Regions from separate parts of the Sus scrofa genome. Here region 1 is linked to region 2. A link is a contact called in public Hi-C data. All regions are on one chromosome and are shown on one strand. The core of a region is the stretch at or near the end of the contact, and the rest is flanking DNA. Distances in the headings are between cores, read along the strand shown. Region 1 holds the start of PAPOLB (poly(A) polymerase beta). Region 2 overlaps RADIL (ras-associating and dilute domain-containing protein).

What was found. Hi-C and Micro-C count contacts between places; a contact is called where the count stands out from the background.
Region 1: a contact with region 2 is called in a Hi-C map of fetal skeletal muscle, with 2.7 times the contacts expected there. The contact joins the promoter of PAPOLB here to the enhancer-like site in region 2. A contact is called at or near these places in 13 of 47 Hi-C or Micro-C datasets (alveolar macrophages, embryonic fibroblasts, fetal heart ventricle and 9 more) and 1 of 2 datasets of contacts at active chromatin or transcription factors (skeletal muscle).

Annotation. Positions count from the first base shown.
Region 1 is chr3:3,699,327-3,704,841 of Sscrofa11.1, reverse strand. It overlaps PAPOLB (poly(A) polymerase beta), which reads left to right and starts at 3,856. Exons shown (of 1, transcript XM_005674549.3): 1 at 3,856-5,515. The coding sequence starts at 4,267. All of the region lies in intron 2 of RADIL (ras-associating and dilute domain-containing protein), which reads left to right.
Region 2 is chr3:3,644,486-3,650,364 of Sscrofa11.1, reverse strand. RADIL (ras-associating and dilute domain-containing protein) reads left to right here. Exons shown (of 16, transcript XM_021086022.1): 8 at 430-667; 9 at 1,266-1,438; 10 at 4,356-4,506; 11 at 4,878-5,012; 12 at 5,302-5,492; 13 at 5,637-5,879. Among named protein-coding and RNA genes, the nearest start is that of AP5Z1, 25 kb to the right of the region's middle. Within about 2 kb of position 4,419, at least 5 of the 83 cell types and tissues checked have an H3K27ac peak or open chromatin away from gene starts, as enhancers often do. A contact at or near this core is called in fetal skeletal muscle and omental adipose tissue, where this site is marked.

The sequences.
Region 1 (5,515 bases), core at 2,607-5,106, 55 kb before region 2:
GTGGCACAGTGGAGCTCCCGTCGTCGTGGCTCAGCGGTAATGAACCCGACTAGGATCCATGAGGACGCAGATTCGATCCCTGACCTCGCTCAGTGGGCTAAAGATCTGGGGTTGCTGTGAGCTGTGCTGCAGGTCACAGACGTGGTTGGGATCCCGCATGGCTGTGGCTGTGGTGTAGGCCGGCAGCTGCAGCTCTGATTCGACCCCTGCTGCGAGTGTGGCCCTAAAAAAAAGATGCCCTCCCCCCCAAAAAAAGCAATGGCACAGGGACCCTGTTGAGGGCCTGTGCAGGGTTCCCTGGGGGGCTCCTCTCAGGACTGGAACTTCTGGGTTATCGGTACATTGGCTTCGTTTCCTAGGAGGCACTGCAGGGCAGTAGCTTCTCCAGAAAGGCTGCCACGACACCCGAGTGCTTTCGTACGTGAGCCTTCCCCGTCCTTAAGCACTGAGTGTGAGTCCCCCCCCACAAACGTCTCTGCTGGAAAGAGTTTCAAACCAAAAGGGACAAAGGGACAGCAGTGTAGCGGGGAGCTGGGGTCACGCACACAGAGAGTCTCTGCAGCTGACCGGTGTGAGCGGCTGTGACCTGAGTCCTGAAATGGCTTCCCCAGAGTCACAGTGTGTGGCCTAGACTGTCCCTCCACTAAGCAGAACTCAAGGAAATGGGTCCTCTGGATATTGACTAGCCAGTGATTTGAAGGAGAAAGGGTTTTATTTTTTTTGTGCCCATTCATTTGTCAACAGATATTTGTCGAGTGCTACTCCGTTAGGTACTCGACTGGGTGCCGAGATCCAGGCAGTTGACAAACCGAATAGATCCTGTTCTCATGGAGCTAAGAGTCTGCAGTGGCCGAAAAGACGGAGTCATTCTAAAAACAGCTGCAAATGGTGATAGGTGCTGTGAAAGAAAAGTACCGGTGCCAGTTTAACCTGAAAGCTGGGGATGCTCTCTCTGCGGAGATGAAATTTAAGCCAAATCTCCAAGTTGAAAACACTCACCAGGTGAAGGGCAGCAGAGATGAGTGGGGCAGGAAGCGCTTTCTGGGCATAGGGAACAGCATCGTGCAGAGACCCAGGGAGGAGACACAAACGCAAGGCACCCAAAGGCGGTGTGGCTGGAGGGCGGGGGAAGTCAGGGGGGTGGAGCTGGAGAGACGGTCGGGGCTTGTTAGGTGTGTTGGCTTTTAGATGAAGTTGGATGGGGGGCTGCTGAAGGGATTAAAAGCCCCCTCTGGCTATTGGGTAGGAAAGACTTTGAAAAGATGAGTAATAGGGGAGCTCCCCTGTGGCTCAGTGGTCGCGAACCTGACTGGTATCCATGAGGATGCAGGTTCAATCCCTGGCCTCGTTCAGTGGGTTAAGGGTCTGGCGATGCCATGAGCTGTGGTGTAGGTTGCAGACGAGGCTTGGATCCTGGATGGCTGTGGCGTAGGCCAGCAGCTGCAGCTCCAATGCAACCCCTAGTCTGGGAACGTCCACATGCCTTGGGTGTGGCCCTAAAAAGACCAAAAAAAAAAAAAAAAAAAAGACTCCCAGATTTCTGGAATGAGCAGCTGGGTAGATGGAGATGCCAGCTACAAAATGGGGACGACCACGAAAGAAAGAAACTATGGAGGGAAGAGTAAGAGTTCTCTTGAAGCTACGTTAGGTTTGAGACATCCAAATGGAGGTGGCAGGAAGTCAGACAACAGGCATCTGGAGCTCCGAAGAGAGTCCACTATAGAAACTTAAGCTAAGCTGTAAATAGATGATATTTAAAGCTGTGAAAATTGGTCTCTTACCCAGGGAGTAAATAGATATACAGCGAGGAGCGTTGCAGGATTAATGTGGGAGCTGGAAGAGCTCCAACTTTAGAGGCCAAGCAAAAGCGGAGCAAGTCAGACGGAGGGAGGCCAGGGGTGTGAGAGGCAGCACAGAGTGTGGTGCCACGGAGGCCAGAGGAGGCCACTGCAGGTCACAAAAGATGGAGACCCCGGACCCACCAGATGGAGCAACGTGGAAGTCACCAAAGACCCTCCTGGTAGCCCTGTTGCTGGAATGTTAAGCATGCAGACCCCACTGAAATGGGTTGAGAAGCTGGCAGGGTACTTATATTTCTGGCAATATGTGGCACTAATTGTCCTGGAAAAGCTTTCTATGTAAAGTACCTGCAAGAGCTGGCTGAAATATAGCAGTTCTCCTGTTAGATGCAGAGCTGAATACTCCCCCCTCCCAAAAGGTAATCCCCAGGGGTGAAAGAAAAACCAAAGTGAGATACTCGGAAGCCTTAGAATCTTAGGTGATTATGAAGCTATAATTGCCCTGTAGGCATTTACTAGTCTTTGTAACCCAGGAACTCAAGTTTAATAGCTGTCCTAGAAAGTGACATAGAGCCTTGGGACCTTAAGAAGTAGGGAGTTGGAACTGCGACCCTCACCCATATTTGGAAACTGTAAAGGGAGGTAGATTGAATGAAAAGGTAGAACAGGAAGAATCTGCTCCCTGGTACAAGGAGATGAGAAGGAGTTAGCTTTCTTGAGCTGGGCTCTGGGCAAGGAAAACTGAATAGTCTCCCCTAGAATTGAAAATCACTCTTTCTCTCTGTCTTTGGGGTTCAAAATTGCACTGTTGAAGTGATTGGGAGAAGTGCAAGAGAAGAAACTCCAGTGTACATAGTTTGACAGCTTAGAAGGACACTGGGTGGAAACATAGTCCTTTTTGGAAGGACAACCACACAGCTATCCAGGCCTGGCGAGAGAAGAGCTCCCAGTTCAAAATTACGAGACACCTGAAGTGATGCTGCTCACAGTGAGTCAGCAGGAAACAAACTATAGAATCCGATTCTCAAGGACTTAGGTATCGGAACCATTTGTTACAGAATATTAAGTGAGGATGTTGAAAATGGTAATGAAATAAAAGGTAGAAAGAAAACGGGAAGGAACAGAATGTCATTCCAAAAGGATGGGGCGATTTGGAAAAGAACGAGATAACGGTTTTAGTAATGAAAACGCAAGTTTGTCCATGGATCCTTCAGTGATGACGTAGCAGCCTAAATATATCTGAAGAGAGAACTAGAGAATGAGGGGGAGCTGGCATCTCGCAGAAAGAAACAAGGGTTTACAGACACGGCGGTCAGAATGAGAAGGTCTGTCCCAGGTCTCCAAGAAGAGGATCAAGAGAATGGAGAGAGAACATATTCCAGGGATGCGCCCCAGGATCTTCTGATCCAGGAACCACGGTGTTTCCTGGCTAAGACAGACGAAAAGTTTACCCCCAGCTGCCTAGTGGCAATGCCGCAGGACACTTAGGGCAGATTCTTACAGCTGCCAAGAAGCAAGACAGGCGAGCCGCAAGCTAGTCCGACTGCAGACTTCCCAATGGGACCTGCAGACACCACAGGGAGGCAGGCAGGTCATGCCAAGCTGGAGAGGACAGGACTGAGCGCCCAGAGCTGCGGTCCTGGCGCTGGCCGCGGAGCATGCAACGGAGCTGCCTCCCCGCAGCAGACCCTGCCCTGGAAGGATTCTAAGGGATGGGCATGTGGCGGATGCCACTGGTGAAGAAAGCGACGTGAGGTGTAGGAAACGCGAGCAAGGAGGTGGATGGTAGGTCTGGGCAAAAATACAACACAGTTGGAGTTCCCGTCATGGCGCAGTGGTTAACGAATCCGACTAGGAACCATGAGGTTGCGGGTTCGGTCCCTGCCCTCGCTCAGTGGGTTAACGATCCGGCGTTGTCATGAGCTGCGGTGTAGCTTGCAGAGCTTGCAGAGGTTGCAGACGCGGCTCGGATCCCGCGTGGCTGTGGCTCTGGCGTAGGCCGGCGGCTGCAGTTCCGATTCGACCCCTAGCCTGGGAACCTCCATATGCCGCGGGCGGGAGCGGCCCCAGAAATGGCAAAAAGACAAAACAAACAAACAAACAAAACAGCACAGTTACCACGTGCCCGAAACCCGGGGCGCCCCTCTGAGGCCACCCCTTGGCGGGACGCCAGGGCGGAACCACGGGGGCGTGCCGGAACTACAGCCCCCATGAGGCTCTGCGCGCGCATGCTCTGTGGGGCCGCGGGGCGGGGCGGGCGTGGGCGTTCTAGAAGGCGGCGGCGAGGCCGCGGGCGCCATGTTGGGGCCGAGGGGACCGCGGAGAGGCGCTTGAAGCGGCGGGAGCGGGTCGGACCTGGGCTGGTAGGAGCCCCGCCCCTCCCGCCTCAGCGGATCATGACCCGGGCGGCGGCCGCGGAGGTCACGGTGGCGGGGGACGTGGCGTGGCGGGGCCAGCGCTAGAGACGATGCCGTTTCCGGTGACCACCCCGGGATGCCAGCCGCCGCCGCCGCCGCCCAAGCGCTATGGCATCTCCTCCCCCATCAGCCTGGCGCCCCCCCGGGAGACTGACTGCGTCCTTACCCAGAAGCTGATTGAAACCCTGAAGCCCTTCGGGGTGTTTGAAGAGGAAGAGGAACTGCAGCGCAGGATTTTAATTTTGGAGAAATTAAATTATCTGGTCAAGGAGTGGATACGAGAACTCAGTGAAAGCAAGAGTCTTCCACAAGCTGTCATTGAAAATGTGGGAGGGAAGATCTTCACGTTCGGGTCTTACAGATTAGGGGTGCATACGAAGGGCGCCGATATCGATGCGTTATGTGTCGCCCCGAGACATGTCGATCGAAGCGACTTTTTTACCTCCTTCTATGATAAGTTGAAACTCCATGAAGAAGTAAAAGATTTAAGGGCTGTTGAGGAGGCCTTTGTGCCAGTTATCAAACTGTGTTTTGATGGGATAGAGATTGATATTTTGTTTGCAAGGTTAGCACTGCAGACTATTCCTGAAGATTTGGACCTGAGAGATGACAGTCTGCTTAAAAATTTAGATATCAGATGCATAAGAAGTCTTAACGGTTGCCGGGTAACTGATGAGATTTTACATCTAGTGCCAAACATTGACAACTTCAGATTAACTCTGAGGGCCGTCAAGTTGTGGGCCAAGTGCCACAACATCTATTCCAATATATTAGGTTTCCTAGGAGGTGTCTCCTGGGCGATGCTAGTAGCGAGAACTTGCCAGCTTTATCCAAATGCAATAGCATCAACTCTTGTACGTAAGTTCTTCTTGGTGTTTTCTGAATGGGAATGGCCAAATCCAGTGCTGCTGAAAGAGCCCGAAGAACGGAATCTTAATTTGCCCGTGTGGGACCCGAGAGTAAACCCCAGTGATAGGTATCATCTCATGCCTATAATTACCCCCGCCTACCCACAGCAGAACTCCACATACAATGTGTCTGTTTCAACGAGGATGGTCATGATTGAGGAGTTTAAACAAGGGCTCGCTATCACACACGAGATTTTGCTGAGTAAGGCGGAGTGGTCCAAACTTTTTGAAGCACCAAGCTTCTTTCAAAAGTACAAGCATTATATTGCACTTCTAGCAAGTGCACCAACAGAAAAACAGCATCTGGAATGGGTGGGCTTGGTGGAATCAAAAATCCGAATCCTGGTCGGAAGCCTGGAGAAGAATGAATTTATTACACTGGCGCACGTGA
Region 2 (5,879 bases), core at 3,170-5,669:
ATGACTCGGTGACTTGGGAGGCAGGGTGGGTGTGCCAGCCGCCCTGGCCCACGGTGCCCCCACACACCATCCACCCCCCAACGCCGGGCCTCAGGCAGCAGGACCCCGTGTGGGGTCAGGCCTGGAGCGCGAGCCTCGGCTCCCTCCCCGCTCCCCTGGATGTCACGGCTGAGCAGCCCGGGGTCCGCGGGACGGTTCCCCTCCCTGCCCCCCTGTCCTGGAAAACCCTCTGAAAAGACAGGAGGAGAGGCCAAGCCCCTCCGGAGCCTCTCTGCGCCTTGGCCAGGGCCCCCCGGAGCCCCCACAGCCCCAGTGGCTCTTGCTGGGGGCCCGTCCTCGCTCACCGCCCGCGTCCCAACACGCATGGTCGGGCCGAGGCAGGAGCCTGAGGCCTGGGCCCCGCCGATGGCATTCTCCTCCCGCCCGCAGTCCCTGTACGTCTGCCTCCCGGCCCTGCTGGAGTGCCCCCCTTTCCAGACGGAGTGCCGGGAGAGCTGGTGCTCGGCCCCCCAGCTGCCCGAGGAGCTGCGCCGCGTCGTGTCCGTCTACCAGGCGGCCCTGGAGCTCCTGCGGCGGCTGCAGGTGCACCCCGAGATCGCGGCCCAGGTGCTGGCCTACCTCTTCTTCTTCTCCGGCACGCTGCTCCTCAACCAGCTCCTGGACAAGGGTGAGACCCCGGGCGGGGGGACCACGGTCCTGGGGGCGGCCCCGGATGGCTCCTCGGGACCACTGCCACCCTGAGGGTCCTGCTCCCTGGGCTCCAGGCAGGCACCACACGGGGAGATGGTGCAGGGCGGGGCCCGGTGGGAACAGGAGGCGTCGGTGTCTGCACAGGGGCCCTCGGCCTGTCCTGGCTCATGTCATCCCCACACAGCCAAGAACAGGCTCTGGGAGGTGACGTGACCTCTGACCTGGCCTCTCTGCCACCCGCGGCTTCTCCCTTGCCCTGCCCAGGGCTCAGGGCACCTGTTACTTGGAGCCGAGGCAGTGCTGGGCAGTGGGAGCAGGGCCGGCCCCCAGCACACGTGTAGAATGTCACAGCCCCTCCACCTCCCCTCCAAGCGCCCCCCCACACACCCAGAGAGGGTCCCAAAGCAGGTCGTGGCCTTGGAAACCACCGTAGGGTCTCCCGTTTGTCCAGAGGCCTGGAGTGGGGGGAGGAAGGGGCTAGGGCCCAGCCGGGCCGGGCTCCTTCAGGGGCAGGCGGGCATCAGACCTGCTCTGCTGGGCAGCCCAGTGTCACCTGCCCCCCTCCCATCCCCCAGGCCCCTCTCTGAGTTGCTTCCACTGGCCCAGAGGCGTCCAGGCCTGCGCCCGCCTGCAGCAGCTCCTGGAGTGGACGAGGAGCGCTGGCTTCGGGGAGGCTGGAGAGCGCTTCTTCCGGAAGCTGTCCTGCACGCTCGACCTGCTGGCCACTCCCAGTGCGCAGCTCATCCAGGTGGGAGCCCCAAGGTGGGAGCCAGCGGGTACAGTGTGGCTGGGCTCCGGGGCCAGCAGCTTACAGACCAGGAAGGGCTCGGTCCCCGCAGTCCCTCTGCGCGCAACTCTTCTTACCCACAGGCAGGGTCACGGCCCAGGGATGTCGGCGCCCAGTCCCTGAAGGGCCCCTGTGGCCCAGGGGGCCTGTCTAAGCACAGAAGCCCTTAACTTGGGTTTAAAGAAGGAGTTCCTGTTGTGGCCCAGTGGTAACGAACCCGACTAGTATCCATGAGATGCGGGTTCAATCCCCGGCCCCGCTCAGTGGGTTGAGGATCCGGCGTTGCCGTGAGCTGTGGTGTAGGTCAGCAGCTGTAGCTCCAATTCAGCCCCTAGCCTGGGAACTTCATATGCTGCAGGTGCAGCTATAGAAAGCAAAAAAAAAAAAAAATTTAAAAATAAACATAGAAGGAGCTGGACGAGTAGGTCAGAGGTGGCAGGGGGAGCGGAAGATCGGCTCTGAGGGGGCAGGAGTGCCGTCACCTCCTGGAGAACACCCCTCAGCTGGAGGCCAGCACAGCAGCGGGACCTCAGTCCTACAACCATAGTGAAACAGATCCTGCCCTGGAGCCACCAGAAGGAAGACAGCCGCGCGCCCCTCAGTTGTAGCCCAGGGTGAGCCCCGGAACTGTCAGGCTGTGCCCTGGTGCTCTTCCCACCGCCAAGGTCGTGGTCACTCGTTCGGCCAGCTCACCCGCCTCCGTCACCTGCTGTGTGACGGTTGTCACAGCCAGCGGTGAGTCCAGACCAGCCAGGCCCTTTCCTGCCCGATGGCAACACGGACCCTGCCTCGAGGATGGCAAGGCCGACGCCGCCTGGGAGGTGCAACCGCTGTGGGCGCAGCCAGGCAGCCCCGCACCGTCGCGCGAGTCAGGTCCCCACCGGCCAGCAGGGCCGTGCCACCGCCTGGAGCCCAGGGTCGGGCAGAGGCTGCGGTGGGGAAGGCGAGATGCAGCCTCGGCGCTGCCGCGCACGCTCTGCTCTCGGGTCCTGGTGAAGGGTGACCGAGCCGTGCGCTTGGGTTTGTGTCTCTTCCGAGGTGAGGCCGTGGTGCTTCAGTCAAGGGGCGCGGGGGAAGGGAGCGCAGCTGCCGGCAGAAGACCGGGGTGGGTGGGGGGGGGGTGGGGGGGTGATTTCTAGAGCGCTTGACACAAAGGCTCTGCGGTTTGGGATCTGGAGTCTCCTCCCAAGAAGGGGCGTCCCAGTGGCTGAGCACCCAGGGCTGCTGGAGCCTGGCGCGGTCACCTGGCTGGCCTGTGCCCTCCAAGCACAGGAGATCAGAGGTGGGCTCCACAGCCCCCCAGCCGGGCTGCCCCCAGAGCGGCGGGCGGGGTGGGCGGCAGGGACGGGGACAAAGAGGAGAGTAAGGCGGGAGGACACAGGCTGTGCGGGGCCGGCAGGGACCGTCTCAAGCTTTGGTTCCATGCCCTCCTCCTCTTTTTGGGGAGCCCTCTTGAGCTTGAGGGCCCTGTAAACCCAGGCTCAGGCCCTACTTCACCTTGCTGGAAACAGATTATTCGGCGAGAAGAAACTTTTTTGGAAAACCGATTACATCCTCATGAAGCTAAGAGAAGATAGGGCATCTGCAGCATAGTCACGGGATATGCTGCAAGTCAGAAAGCAGAAGTAATTCTTGGAAATGAAAACGACGACAGCAGAGATGAAAAGCTCAGCAGCTGGGCTGGTGGATAAAGCCGGGAAGCACCCAGCAAGCGGAGAGGCGACGAGACGGAGCAGGAGGCGCTTGCCTTTGCGGGGCACCTTGGGGCGCCCACCGACACCAGCCCCGGAGGAGCACAGACTGGGGCGCAAACTCAAAAATCAAAGCCACCCGCGGGCCCACAGGGCTGTCTTGCTGGAGTGTGTTCAGGGGGAGTGTGTTAGGAGGAGGCTGGCTCCCGGGTCCACCCTTGCCCTCCCCACCCTGCGCCCCCTGTAGCTTGGGGCGTGGTTTGTGGTGTAGAACCATAGCCACTGGCCGGCGTTCCTTGTTGGCAGTAAAATTAAGTGGGGGTGGGGGGAAGGAAGAAGGTGACGAAAGGGCAAGGGCGCCTGGGTCTACGCAGCAGAGGCTGGCAGGGTGGGGCGGGTCGGTGGTGGAGACAAGCCGAGCAGGCTCCCCGCCCTGCAGCCTGAGGGTCTGGATTGAAGATGCAGCCAGCGGAGTGGGCTGGCGGGATTTCAGAGGACCTGCCAGCTGCAGAGAAGATGCAGAGCAGGGCCTGGGCCCCCGACGGTGGCCGTCAGGACGGGTCCCGGCTTCTCCAGAGCAGCTCGGGAGCTGGAGAACCCAGGGACACCTTCCAGCCCTGAGTCCTGACTGCTGATGGCACCTCCCAGCTGGGCCCCTGAGCCTGCCCAGCGCTGGCCTCCTCTGGAAGCTCCTGGAACCTTGGGGAAGCCAAGAGAGCAGACGAAGGGATTTTGGAAGGGGGTCAGAGAAGCATAACTTACTTTGGGGAGCTTTCTCTGCCCCCGCTCGCAGGCCAGGCTCGTGTGGCACTGAACGCCGTGGCGTTGCCTTCCTGATCCCTCTTGGAAGAGGCGGCGCAGGCCCCTGTGTCCTTGCCCCTAATCTCCCACCGGTCATTTCTGTTGTTTCTCAGCCCCAAGAGGTGGTGGGATGAGGCCTGGTTCCGTGGACAAGGCTCTCAGCACAGTGCCTGCTGGCCTTTCCTGGGAATGGCAGCCCCTGTCCCCAGCTGTCCCCCTGGCTCTCCACCCACCAGACCTTGACCCCTTGCTGACCTTACCGTCCCGCATGGGCACCAGGGGCACTGGGCCCCTGCCCCTGCCCCTGCAGCTCCTGGAAGCAGACCCTCCCTGAGCTGAGGCCGTGCGCCTGGACCTTTGACTGGGAGCTCCGTCTTGTCACGCAGATGAGCTGGGCGAGCCTGCGGGCCGCGTTCCCCGCCTTGAGCCCCGCACAGCTGCACCGGCTGCTGACTCAGTACCAGCTGGCCTCGGCCATGGGCCCCATGAGCGCCTGGGAGCCGACCGCCCAGGACTGCCCGGAAGCCTTCCGGTCAGGTGAGGCCCCTCCTGGGAACTTGGGCGTGGACCTGGGCCCCTGACCCCCACCTGTGGAGGTCCCTGGCAGGGGGTGGCGGGGGGGGCAGGAAGGGCAGGACCCCCAGGGAGGAAGACGGCCCAGGGTGGAGGTTCCCCTCTGTCCCCAAGCTCTGGGCTGAGGTTGGAGGTCCCGCTGCCGCTCCTGGGTCCTGGCCCAGGGCACAGCACCAGGATGAGAGCAGGGTCTCCTCGTGGGGGGCCACTCCGCCGCCCTGGGGAACGTTCCTGAGCACACGTGCCCCGCGTGTCCCTGCACACGCAGGCGTGGAGATGGGCGCCCACGCGTATGTACCGGTTGTTATAGATCAGACGGCGTCTCTCTCTGTTAGCGTCACGTGTGTTCCCACAGAGAAAACCGGGAGGCCTCAGGCGGGAAGGTTCAGACAGAAGCAGGGCTCGGAGCCCGTTTTCCGTCTCTGTTCCCCTGGGGCTGGGACGCGGCCTCGCTCCCCTGTCACTTACTGGTGTGCATCTGAGCCCGGAGGCGGGGCCGGGGGTGAGGTGTGGGCACCGGCCTTCCCACCATCGGGAAGGCCCTGCGTCCTGGCCCTGGGAGTCCCGGGCGGAGCAGGCAGAGGAGCAGGGGGGGTGGGGGGCAGCCGCTGGGCCTTGGAGGGAGGAGAGGTCCCCTGGGCCGGTCACTTCTCCCGGCCCCCTCCCGTGTCCACGGGTTCCAGAGGCGTCAGGCGGGGGACGCCAGGCAGCCTCTTCCTGCTGCCGCGAGCCGCCGGTGGCCACGCCGTGTCCCCGCAGACGAGGTCCTGGAGTCCTACGAGAACCCCCCGCCCATCGTTTTGCCGAGCGAGGGCTTCCAGGTGGACCTGGACGCGGACCGCCTGGACGACAGCATCTACCAGCACCTCCTCTACATCCGCCACTTCCTGTGGAGCCTGCGGAGCAAGCCCAGCGCCAGCGGGGGGCCCGCGCCGCCGGAGTGCCCCCAGGTACCCGGCGGCAGAGGCCGGAGCTCCGTGGGCCTGGGGTTGGTGCCGCTGGGGCCGTGGCCGCAGAGCCGGGGAGGCCTGTCCTTCTCCCGTCACATCACGTTGGGTCGCTGGGCGCTGAGTTGGTTCTTCTTCTGTCCCCAGGGCCCACACCATGCCAGCCCCGAGGGCCACCCCGAGGCTTCCAGGGACCCCGGCCGGGGAGCCCGTGAGGCCAGCCCGGAGCACCCTCCGCCTTCTTCAGGGGCTCCCCGGGCTCAGGGCCCCCCAGGAAGGCCATCAGGCCGTGTGAGCCGCGGGGGCCCCCAGCCCGGGCCCCTGCACGGGGACGCATCATGCCTGCTCACGCCTCCCGCCACCCCACTCGAGCCCACTGTCCCCGAGTGG